3 separate regions of the Mus musculus genome follow, and regions 2 and 3 are each linked to region 1. The links are chromatin contacts, called in public HiChIP or PLAC-seq and promoter capture Hi-C maps. All regions are on one chromosome and are shown on one strand. Each heading gives the region's core, a stretch centred on a gene start, on an enhancer-like site or on the middle of the called end of the contact. The rest is flanking DNA. Distances are from core to core; before and after follow the strand shown. Region 1 holds the start of Nxnl2 (nucleoredoxin-like 2). Region 2 has its middle 26 kb from the start of Shc3. Region 3 overlaps Shc3 (src homology 2 domain-containing transforming protein C3).

Evidence for each region. Promoter capture Hi-C pulls out the DNA fragments that hold promoters and counts their contacts. HiChIP or PLAC-seq counts read pairs in DNA pulled down with a chosen protein or histone mark.
Region 2: a contact with region 1 is called in an H3K4me3 HiChIP or PLAC-seq map of forebrain, with 4 times the contacts expected there. The contact joins the enhancer-like site here to the promoter of Nxnl2 in region 1. A contact is called at or near these places in 2 of 39 promoter capture datasets (cranial neural crest and second pharyngeal arch cranial neural crest), 1 of 15 datasets of contacts at CTCF or cohesin (the NIH/3T3 cell line), 3 of 484 Hi-C or Micro-C datasets (the G1E-ER4 cell line, the HL-1 cell line and embryonic stem cells), 2 of 115 datasets of contacts at active chromatin or transcription factors (embryonic stem cells and forebrain) and 1 of 9 other capture datasets (embryonic stem cells).
Region 3: a promoter capture Hi-C map of maxillary cranial neural crest shows a contact between it and region 1. The contact joins the enhancer-like site here to the promoter of Nxnl2 in region 1. A contact is called at or near these places in 14 of 39 promoter capture datasets (the 3T3-L1 cell line, the C10 cell line, cranial neural crest and 7 more), 26 of 484 Hi-C or Micro-C datasets (the 3T3-L1 cell line, B cells, the C2C12 cell line and 15 more), 9 of 115 datasets of contacts at active chromatin or transcription factors (VIP interneurons, embryonic limb bud, embryonic midbrain and 5 more) and 3 of 9 other capture datasets (adipose tissue, liver and macrophages).

The regions. Positions count from the first base shown.
Region 1 is chr13:51,168,986-51,172,706 of GRCm38.p6, reverse strand. Nxnl2 (nucleoredoxin-like 2) reads right to left here and starts at 1,682. Exons shown (of 2, transcript NM_029173.4): 1 at 1,083-1,682. The coding sequence starts at 1,384.
Region 2 is chr13:51,593,740-51,597,460 of GRCm38.p6, reverse strand. No RefSeq gene overlaps it. Among named protein-coding and RNA genes, the nearest start is that of Shc3, 26 kb to the right of the region's middle. Within about 2 kb of position 1,865, at least 74 of the 459 cell types and tissues checked have an H3K27ac peak or open chromatin away from gene starts, as enhancers often do. A contact at or near this core is called in embryonic stem cells and forebrain, where this site is marked.
Region 3 is chr13:51,433,674-51,437,394 of GRCm38.p6, reverse strand. The region is part of intron 11 of Shc3 (src homology 2 domain-containing transforming protein C3); the gene reads left to right. Among named protein-coding and RNA genes, the nearest start is that of Gm32834, 17 kb to the right of the region's middle. Within about 2 kb of position 2,039, at least 7 of the 459 cell types and tissues checked have an H3K27ac peak or open chromatin away from gene starts, as enhancers often do.

The DNA.
Region 1 (3,721 bases), core at 433-2,932:
GAGAATGAGTTTAGGAAACCCCCAGGGAGGTGGTTCCGACAGTAAAGAGCTTTGCGAGCATGAGGGCATAAATTCGGTCCCGAAAAACCACATATAAAACACTCATAATCCCAGAGCTGAGAAGGCAGAGACTGATGTCCTAGGGCTCACTGGCCCGCTAGCCTAGCCAGCTAAGTGAATTACAGGAGAGTGCAAGGCCCTGTCTCAAAAAAGCAAGGTGGTGACATCTGCGAAATAATAGCAGAGGTTGTCTACTGACATGCATGCACAAGTGCACACTTGTGAACGTGCACACACGGACACATACACACAGAGAGAGAATAAGGGGGCTTCTAGTTATTATGAATCCATGGGACATCTCAAAGTTGGCTTTGCTTCGTTTTCCAGAAAGGATTCACCGGTAGCATCGCAACTTGGATAACAAAGCCAGGACCCAGAGTTAAAGGATACCCAGGAACTGACATCTGTCCTAGAAGCGGGCAGGTCTGGGGGACGTGTGTTATGAGATCTCCATCTGGACTCTTCCATACCCACCTCTCACCCTTTATTGCTTCTTCTCCTGAAACTCTCAAGCCCTGCCTGCTCTAACATCTGTAGTTAGGGAACTCCATTGCTGTAGGTAAAAATAAGTCGCAGAGATGGCTAGCTAATATTTGACCTAGCTCTTCCCGCTATGAGCGCTATGAGGCCCTCCCCACTTCTCCCGGGGTACATCCGCTCCCCCCAACTCAGCTCTGTGGATAAGGCGGGGATCCACAGCGTCAGGAGGGTGGCTTCCCACCCTTCCTTCTGCCCACTGATCAAGGAGCCTAGCTAAGGGATGCCAGCCAGCATCAGTACCAGTCCTGGGGCTCCTGAGACATGTGAATTCCTGACACTCCAATCGTAAAAGGCAGAAAACGCTGGCAGACCGGAGCCCCGTGGATGCTGAAACCAAGATTCGGGGGAATTGGCCCACATTGAGATCTGAACAGCAAAAAAGGCCAGATAGAAAGTTAAGGGCTCTGAAACAATAGCACGGTACAGGTGCAGTCCTGGGGGAGCCAGAGCGCCAGCCCCATGACCCCTGGGTCCCCACTCACTGCCGGTAGGGGTCGTGGAAGGGCAATGCCAGCCAGGAGCCGTGCAGCTCGCGCATGAAGTCCAACATCTCCTCCGCACTGCCGTCTGCCGACACGAAAACCACCTCGAAGGGAGCGGGCCGCCGCGCCTCGCTCACCAGCTCCGTGTAGAAGTCGCAGAGCAGCGGCGTGAAGTCGCGGCTGGGCGAGCACCGGCCCGCCGCAAAGTACAAAGCTACCACCTTGTTCTGCAGCGCCACCTCGGCCTCCACCACCGTGCCCTCCCGGGTCACCAGGCGCCGCCCGCCCAGCACGTCCACCATCGCCACGAGCTCGGCGTGAAGAGGACACAGTGGAGAGACGAGCCCTGGGCTGCACGGCCACCTGTTAGCTGGAAGATGACACTGAGCCTCCCGCAGCACTAGGCGCCTCTCAGCCCCGCCTTCTGCTGGAACAGCTCACCTTGAGCCGAAGGGAGGAGAGAGCACAGTGGCCACTCCAGAAGCTGCGACAGCAGCGATGACAGCTGGGTGCCCCGCACCAAAAAGCAGAGCCACGCCATCAACCTCTCCCACCCTCTATTTTATCCTGCCTTGCAAACCCTCTCTACCCACCAGAGTCCTTAACATCCACCAGAGCCCTGCCCCGCTCCACCTGCGCCCCGCCCACCGGCATCCTGTCTCGCTCACCCACAACTAGTCCGGACATCCGAGGCTTGTTCGGGTCCACGCCCCCATCCCACCCCACGGGCCCAGTTCCACACCACCTAATCCACTCCTGCTCTGTTCTGCGGACCGGAGTTCTGTTCCGCCCACCAGCCCCTCCCCACCTCACCCAAAAGAGCCTAGACTCACCAGGGTTCTGCCCCGCCCACTGCCCCTACTCCTCCATCCACGCCACGCCCCTCACCCTCCCTTGGAGAATCTTCCAGCCCTAGATAAGCCTTACAGCTTTCCTGGCTCCAGCTGGCCATCTCCAATCCGCCCTCCCAATCCAGAAAAGCATTCCCTCATTGAGCCTGGAGCCCCCACCCCCACCCCCCACCCCCGAAGCTGTTGTGTCTGCTTAGGGCCTCTGAAAAGGGTTGAGGAAGCTAAAGGGTTCTTCTACCTCTAATCGAAATAGGCAGGCTATGGGGAGCCTGGGCTCTTGTGTTCCGGATGTATACCTCCACCGCCCATATCCTGGAGTTCTGGAAGAAAATTGAGGGCAGATCTCAACGTTGACGGAGGAGAGCCAGAGTGCTAAAGATACGCAGGCGCTGTGACGGTCCAGAAGTTTTTACAGTAAGAAAGTTTCAGCTCCCTGCCAAGCTGGAGGAGGCACTCTTGTGGGTCAGCGTGTACCGGCACACCCAAAACCTTAGGGATCTAGATAACTAACCCTCAAGAGCAGTATTTTAAAAATTAAAGAGTAGGATCTGGAAAGATGGCTGAGTCATTAAGAGCGCTGGCTGGTGGCTCTTGCCGAGGACGCGTGTTCTTTTGTCAGCACCCTCAAGGTGGCTTACAAAACTTCTGAAACTCCAGTTCTAAGGGATCACACACCCTCTTCTGGCTTCTAAGGGCACCAGGCACACATATGGTACAATGCGGGCAACGCATTCATACACATAAAGTAAGAATAAATAAAACATATTGCAAAAAGGTTGTAGGAAATTATTGAAACTTAGAGGCGGTGACGGAAACCAGCATATAGGATCCCAGATCATGCCACTTTGGTGCGCTGGTTGTTTGGAGTTCTAAGCACTCTGAAAACAGCAAACCGAGGAGAGGTTTCTCTGTGCTTCCCCGTTGTGCCCTCAAGGCAGGTTTGCCGAGAGAACTGAACTGCCATCGACAGAGACTTTCACAATTCCCAGACAAACTGCCTGAGCCTCCTCTATCTCATGTGTATTCCTCCAAGGACCTGTTCATCTCCAGTAAGTGAGCTACGCCTGCCTTTCCCCTGTGGGGGTGGACTAAATCCCTCGACCCTGTCACATTCACCGGTAGTCACTTTTCTATCCCCATATCAACTGCTAAAGAGTGGTTTTCCCCTATGCACCTGCCAAGTGTCAGCTTATTCAACAGACACCATGGAATGTCTGTCCAGCCTGATTTTGGAAGCCTTCAGCTGCCCTCCCGCAGAGGCAGCCTATCATCTGCAGGGGTGATGGGACTCTACATTGCCTGGGTGCCCAACTTGACTGGTCCCCTCTCAGAGCTTCAGTGGACTCTGTAGAGACTTGGAGGGATCGTGACTTTCGATGTAGAACTTCAGGGGCCAGCAAGCTGGCTCTGTGGCTTTAGATATTTGTGGTTAAGTTCTAAGCCTGACCACCTGAGTTTGTCCCCTGATCTCAGTGGAAGGAGCAATCTTACTCCCAAAGGTTATCCTCCTGCCTCCTGCCTCTCTATGCAAACCACAGCACTTCAAAGAGTCAGAGCTTCAAGCAAAGCTTCAAGTTTATTGATGAAGAAGGACGGACACACTTGAGCCAAGTCAAGTGCGGCATCAGAACAGGAGCTAACTGTTGTCAATGTGATTTAGCATTCGGTGTTCCAATTTTAATATGTTCTCCATTTACCAAAGCTGAGGGAAACTAAAAAGAAAAAAAGTGTCCTTGGTCTTATTTCCTTGTTGTAAGATGTGAGGTTTTTGTTAAAAGGTTTATTTTA
Region 2 (3,721 bases), core at 616-3,115, 420 kb before region 1:
GGAGGGAAGTGATCCCTCCTAATACAGGGAGGATGAGGGATCAGGGTCTGTGTGCAGGGTAGGGGATGTTTCCCTGGGTGCTCCACATAGACAGTGTCCTCAAGCCAGGTCCTTGCAGACTGCCTCCAGGAGGCTTTCCTGGACAGCCAGGAGACTCTGTTAGCGGTGAGACTCCACGCCTAATTCAGTAGCACACTGTTTGCACAGAACGCTTTGGCTCATGGTTTTACCCGTTCACCGCCATGGGTCCTAAGTTCTCATGTCTTCATGATATAAAATGTAATTATTTACATAGCCCTAGTGATCCAGTTATAACCAGAGTGCCTTCCCACAAGTGTGTTCAAGCTTCTGTTTGAGCGTCTTCAGGCCCCAGGGTTTGTTTATCAAGGCCACTTGAGTGACTCTGTTGCCATTTCTCATGGGAAGAGCAGGTATAGAGGGCGTGTGGGTGGGCCACTAGAGGGATCCTGGAGAGCACTGAGGTGCAAGCTGTTTGCAGGAGGCCTTTGGCAACGTCAAAGAGGAAGTCAGGGGGAATCTGTAGTCTAGCAGATCTTTACATGGCATCTTCCTTGGAAACTAGTGCCTCAATACAGGTTTAGAGAGAGGGCATCTGTTCTACATCATAGATTTCAAGAGCCAGGGAGTAGAGTCATACCCTGGTCTAGTGAAGGCTGATTCAGGAGTTCAGAGCAAGGAGCAGGATTAAGACTGACAAGCCAACCCACTGGAAACGGAATCTTCCCAAGTGTTCTACATTCTCAGTTGCATACTACTTATTCCTAAAGCCACAAGAATGAGTCCGTTTTCTGTGGCCGTAACGAAATACCAGAGTACCTTATAAAGAGGTTTATTTACCTTCCAGTGTCCTAACCACTGGCCTTTCACATCCTGTGGAGACGGTGAAGGAATATCGGCTAGGCCACCAACTCTCAACACTCCCACACTGAGGGTCAGGTTTCTAACGGATAACATAGTAGGACAAAACCATCCAAGTTTGACAAGCACATCCTTCTGGGAAAGCCAGCTGTGTCTTGAATTAAGATGAAAAGACTGAGGCTGGTAATGGTGTGGACAGAAACGGGGAACGGGGCAGGGATTGACTTTAGGGAAGATGTCCTCTCTCCCTCACCCTCCTGGCTTGTCTCTATCCCTCCAGGATCTAATTTTTAACTTTGGGATACTCAGAATAGTAAAAGAAAAAAAAGAAAGCTTTTTTGAAAGCTGTGCTCTTGTCTGTGTAGGTATTTGTGTATCAGGTACCTAATGTGGCTAAAATGAACAACTGTGGTCAGACTTCAGGAGGTTGCAGAAGGTCAGAAGTTCAAGGCCAGCCTTGGTTACTCAGTTAAATCGGAGGCTAACCTGGGCTGAGACTCTGCCTTACCACCACTACCTCATCCTCTTGAAAACAACAACAACAACAACAACAACAACAACAACAACAACAACAACAGCCAACTCAATCAAACCATGAGCAGCGAAAGAAACTCGTGGTTGTAGAGTTTACTGGAACAATATTGGAATATTTCGATCTCGCCGCCTCAGGGGCTCACGGAACTGGAACTTCTGTAGACTGGGATTTGAAGGAGCTGAGGAATAGGTGTGTTTGGTGCTTGGACTTGTGTGGGATCCAGAGCAGAACATTAGTTGATGGAGACAAGTCTGGTTCTTGAAACTCACTGGTCACGATAGCCTCTCTCTTTACTCTGGGGATAGGCACTCTTCTAGGTAGTGAGAGGGTGTGTTGTGGGAGTTTTACTCTGGTAACCGCAGTTTGCTTAATGCCCATTTGAGTAAACGAGCCAGACATAATGTGGGCTGTTGAAAGGGGCGTGGGCGGGTCCGCCCTCAATCATGGGTGCGCAGGGATGCGTAGCCTATCCTCATCTTTCCAACTGAAGAAGTCCTCTTGTCTTCTTGAGTGAGTGAGGGTGATGGAGAACGGGTGCTGCCGGGCATTTTAATGGCTGAATAGGGGACTTGCTGGGTTGGCCTGAGAGGATCCTCTGTGGAGAGGCTCTGGGCGTTTCCCTGTGCCATAGTTTTTTTTTTTTTTTTTTTTTTTTTAAGTTATACTCTTGCCCCTCCTCCCAGTTTCACCATTGCTCTGTGGCATCAGTAGCGTTTCCTTTCCTGTTTGGAACCGTGAACCTCATAGGCGTTACTAGGAGCGTTTCCAGGGGCTCCAGGGATTTTATGCGTTGGGACAGGAAGCACACTGCCTCTGTCTCTTAGGTTGGGACTCTTGATCTGCCGCCATCGTCTGCACGCAGCACCCACACCCCTACAGCAGCCACGCACCAGCAGCAGCCTCGTGAGCCAGCAACACCCACGCCCCTACAGCAGCCACGCGCCAGCAACACCCACGTGCACCTGCAGCACCCACGTATCCCCCACCCCCACGTCACCCACGCAACCCTACTTCACCCACGCACTGGCAGCACCCACATGCGCCTGCCTCACCCACCTACGTGCGCCCAGCCTTGCCTCTGCCGCGCCCGCAAAGTGCGCAAGGGAGGATGCCACAGTCCGCCAGAGTTAGGAGGCGGAGGTTTAGCAGCGTTTCTAGGATAACCGGTCAAACCACCGAGAGGAGGGGTGTTGGTGGTACAGAGGGAGGGTCTCAGGAAGTGGAGACGCTGGGAGCCCAGGCGCTTATCCTACTTAATTTCAAAAGAATTTTAGGCTCCTGCGGAAGAGAACTTGGAGGGTGGGGCTGAAGCGATCCAGAGTTGGCCCCGGTGGAGAGCCTCACCACGCTAGGATTTAAAGCAGGCGAGGCGAAGAAGCAAATAGACCCATCCGAACCGAGAAAGCCCAGTGTAGAAAATAAGACTGAACAACAATCCTTGATTTTAGCATACGGAAGCCACAGCGCTGCTATTATCAGGAAAGAAGAGTCCAAACGGCTTGAGACAATTTAAACTGTTTTGCATTCTCAAGTTTATTATTCCTTCTTTCTTTTTGTGAGGTGGCTGGTGAAACCCCTTTCAACGATTTAAAAATAGATTGGTGTTCAGAATGTATTTTAAAATGTCTGCCTAATGTAAACAGTGTTAGAATTTAGTACTATAAATAGCTTTTGAATTATTTATACCTCAAAAAAAATTTTTTTCATTGTAATCCTGAGGTTAGCCCGTTAGTTTGGATAAGAAGAAATGAAAATAAAACACAACTATTTCTACTTGAAATTGGATATGAAATCACAGTATTAAAAACCAAACAATATATTAAGAGGTGAGGTTTATCTGTGTGTTACAATATCAACCTGCCAGGGAGGTCACAGGTTCTAGGGAGGAACAAACGTGTTGTCAAACTGACCATACATTAGTACCATTCTCAGCTGTGACCAAAGACACTTCTCTCTTCAGCGTTCAGCACTCACTGAAGAGATAGATTCACAGCTAGAACAAGTGACTGTTGAGCTGTCAGTCCTAAGTGGGACATCTGTACCACCTCCAGGACAGGCTCATGGGAAATCTGGGAAGAGGGGTTAGAAAGAATAAAAGAAATGAAGGATAAAGACGAAAGCTATACAATTCTGTATCTGCATGTGACAGGGCCGTCTGAACCCAGGAATTCCCAGCGGCTATGGGAGTTATGGGATTAGTCATCATCACAGCAGGCAGCGTTGACTGGACTCAGTGGGACATACATGTACACACACACACACACACACACACACACAAACACACACATAATACACACATGCACACAC
Region 3 (3,721 bases), core at 790-3,289, 260 kb before region 1:
TGAACACGTTCTCTTCAATATTTATTCTTCTGATTTTCATGGTAATTGGCTGGTCCCTGACTATAAAGGGGGAAGCTTGGCAAGTTAGATTAGAGAGAAAGGGAGAGAGAAAAAAAACGGCCTGAGTCTAAATTTATTCCGGCGGTGTCTAGCAGCCTCTGGGCTCTCTTGCTGTGCACTGAGGTCACTGGGAAGCCAAAGGGAAGCCACCCAACCCAGCTCCAGGAGCCTCTGTGGTGGGTGGGGTGCTGAAGAAAGGGACTCTAAATAAATAGTGTTGGGGAGAGCTGGTGGAGGTTGTGGGAGAACCCTTGAAGATGGATCTTTGTGCCAAATCATTGTGTCAGCAGTGTATGTCTAAAACTATCCCCCACCCCTCAGTCATTCAGAGCTGAGTCCTCCTCTTGGCCCAGCGAGGCCGGCGCGGTGTGATGTGTTGGGAGAAACCACCAACACTCGAGTGTCCAGGTCCTCCATGGGCTTGACTCATGGAGCCCTCAGCTGTTGGCTCTCAGAGCTTTTACTTACTAGCCGTAAACAATGGCTCCACTTCCACAGTCATGAAGTCTTTCCCTGTTTCCTCTTGTTCTCCGACCCATGAGCTATACCTCCTGTGCATGCGTGCTCTCCCCTTGCCAGGACCCCAGTTGGGCCAACCCTATAATATGGCACCTCTCTTACCTTTATTTTGTACTGGTTTTCCAGGAAGGAAGGAGAGTAGGAGGAATTAAGGGAAGGGAGAAGTATTTAAAATAATTTTGTAATATATTCTTGCTTGACCTCTTGTCATTTTTTGCTTATAAATACTATTAGTGTACAGCTCCACCATTAAGAACACTAAAAATAAACTTACTGGAAAGTTACAGGAATAACAACTTATCTTTCCCTCAAGTTTCTGCTGCTTTGGAACGTTTCTTGACAACCTTATCAACTTTCTCTTTCTCTCTCTCTCTCTCTCTCTCTCCCTCTCTCTCTCTCTCTCACATAAGCATATGTTCATATACTTTGTAAAATTGTGTATTTAATTTCTAAAAGACTTTGTCACCCATTGAATAATTTTTTTCATACATTTATCTTAGCGGATGTAGTAAGTCCTTTGTTTTTGTTTTATGTGAACTGAATTTCTTTCTGTTTTCTGACTTGTCTTCTGAGTTGGAATTGGTCTGTTCCCTTTGTGCTGTGGTGTTTTAGGATATGGTCGTGGTGGTTGCTAGAAATAGGATGCTGTGTTAGGTGCCATGAGGTTGGTCTCTCTCTTGTATCTATCTGAACATCAAGGAAAGACAGGGAGAGAGAAAGGAGAGGGAGGCAGAGAGAAGGAGAAGAGAGGGGAAAGGTGGAGAGTAGGGAAAGAGGGAAGAAGGGAGAGAGGGGGAGGAAGGAAGAGGGCAAAGGGCAGAGAAAGGGGGAGAGACGGGGAGAAGGAGAGTAAGGAAGAGAGGGAGAGAGAAGGAGAGAAGGGTTAGGGGGAGAGAGGGAGGAGGAGGGGAAGGAGAGAGAGGAGAGAGAGAGGGAGAGAGGAGAGAGAGCAAGAGCGAGAGCGAGAGAGAGAGTGAGCGAGAGAGAGAGAGAGAGAGAGAGAGAGAGAGAGAGAGAGAGAGATAACCTCCTGGAGCAGAGCATCTGACTCTGGGAAGGGGAAGAGACCAATATTTCATTGACTCCCAGAAGTGCCTTACCTGGGGTCACTGCTGTTGTCTGCAGACAGCTTGTTTCATTTCGCCTGATTCTTACTTGCGGTCTTCTCCTCTGAAGGTGTAAACAAACAAGAGGAATGTGTGAGGCATGGGAGTTGTGTGTTCTGTGTCTACAGCCCAACCATTCCTAGGAACTAGCAATGGACAGGATGTAGATCTAGAAGGAAGGGGAGACTGGACTGAAGGAGGTCAGCAGAGGTCTCCATGCAGATCAGAGAAGGTCCTGAGGTTCTGGGTGGAGATCCCTCTGAGACAGTTCCCATCACATTGAGGAAGTCTGTGCACTTCCGCTGCTATGAAGCCCAGGCTTGGAGTGGCTTAGACTAGGAGTGACCTGTGCACTCAAGTCTATCAATCACTGGGACATGCTACCAAGCCACAAAGTAAGGCACATGCCTGCCCGGATCCCTCTGTCTCCTATCATGTGTCCTAGCAGGATTAGCTCCCCTGCCAGTAGTGTTAGGCATCTTCCTCCCAGTTTCTGGGCTGCCCAGGCACTGTTAGGTGCTTGGCCAACATTGAAGCTAGGCAAGTTCCTGCCTGGGTACCCCTCTGGAGGCCCAGTTCTGACTAGACTGTGTGCCATCCTTGCTGTGGGCAGCTGGGACCAGTCTCTGCCTGGCACAATGGTTTTCTAGGCGATGGCTATCACCAGGACTATGTTTAGATCACTCTCCAGGAAGGCAGAGATGAAGGTGCCACCCACTGTGATTGTGTCAAGTCACTGTCAGCTCTGGATTGGTATGACTTCCTTGTCAGGGAAGGTCCTGGGTGGGAAGGACCTATTTTGGGGGAATCTGTGTCGCTCCTGGAGTGCTGTGGGCTTGCCCCTCTCAGCTTCTTCCTGGGCTAGCATACGTGTAGAGTTCTGAGTGATGGAGCTGCTGTCCAGGAACAAAACCTTCCCAAGCACTACAAACCATGCTGAAGGAACCTTCCCCCTGGAAACTTTCAATTCCCCTAATATTGCATGCTTGTGACCACAAGGGGGCAATACATGCACAATTTTATGGATGCTGGAGAGGTGCCTCACCTGGGAGCCATTTTAGACAGGCAGGCATCCTGCCTTGATGTTGTTCCCCAGGAGACTCACCTGCAGGGAGATGCCATCTTCCTCTTCTCTAGCTTGACTCTGACCTTGTGGGATCTCACGGAGATATAGGGATGGTTGTGTTCCCTGTGGGCCTTCCTCTGTTCATGAGTCTGATGCTGTGATCATTGAGACAGATTTGGAGACCCCGTGGGTAGCGGTGTCTGCTTCCCCCTGTTCGCAGAACTGAAGGTTCCCTGTGATTTCTTCTGTGGTGGGTCAGACAGCACCCAACCCCTGAAGGCTTGAAGAGACAGCACACCTTCTAAGTTCTTCTGAGCTCCCAAAGATGGGTGAGGTCTGCAGTAGGGTTTTGTGGGAGCCCACAAGAGCTGCCAAGTTATCTTCTTGGCACGAGAGACTGGCCGTTTCCCCAGCCACAGAGCTCCTGAGACAGTATTTTCAAGGTGGAACTGCCTGTGACAGGATCCTTTATGGGCGGTTGTGACTTAGAGAAAACCATCTGTACTGAGAAGGTACTAAGGGTCTTCTTGCTGTTGTCCTTCAGACTGAGCTCGGGAACAGCCATGTCCACAGCATTGTAAATGTTAGGGAGAACAGCAGGCGTGTAGAAAAGGGAAACAGAGGCAGGACTTATCTTTGTTAGAAGAGAAAGCTTCAGGAGGACAGACAGCCATGACCAGACCTTGATAAGGAAGAACAGAGTGCTGAGAGAGGGGGGCGGGGGGGGGAGGGGGAGGGGAGGGGAGGGGGAGAGAAAAAGGAAGAGGGAAAGGGAGAGAGGGAGAGGGGGGGAGAGGGAGAGAGGGAGGGAGAGGGGGAGGGGGAGAGGGAGAGAAGGGGAGGGGGAGGGGGAGAGAGCACATTGGTCCAGAGGCAGAAGGATAAGGTCGTGAAGAGAGAACCTTCAATGCCCTTAAGGTCATATAGCATGAAGGAGTCCTGAGAGAAGGGTCCCTCAGTCCCTAAGGAC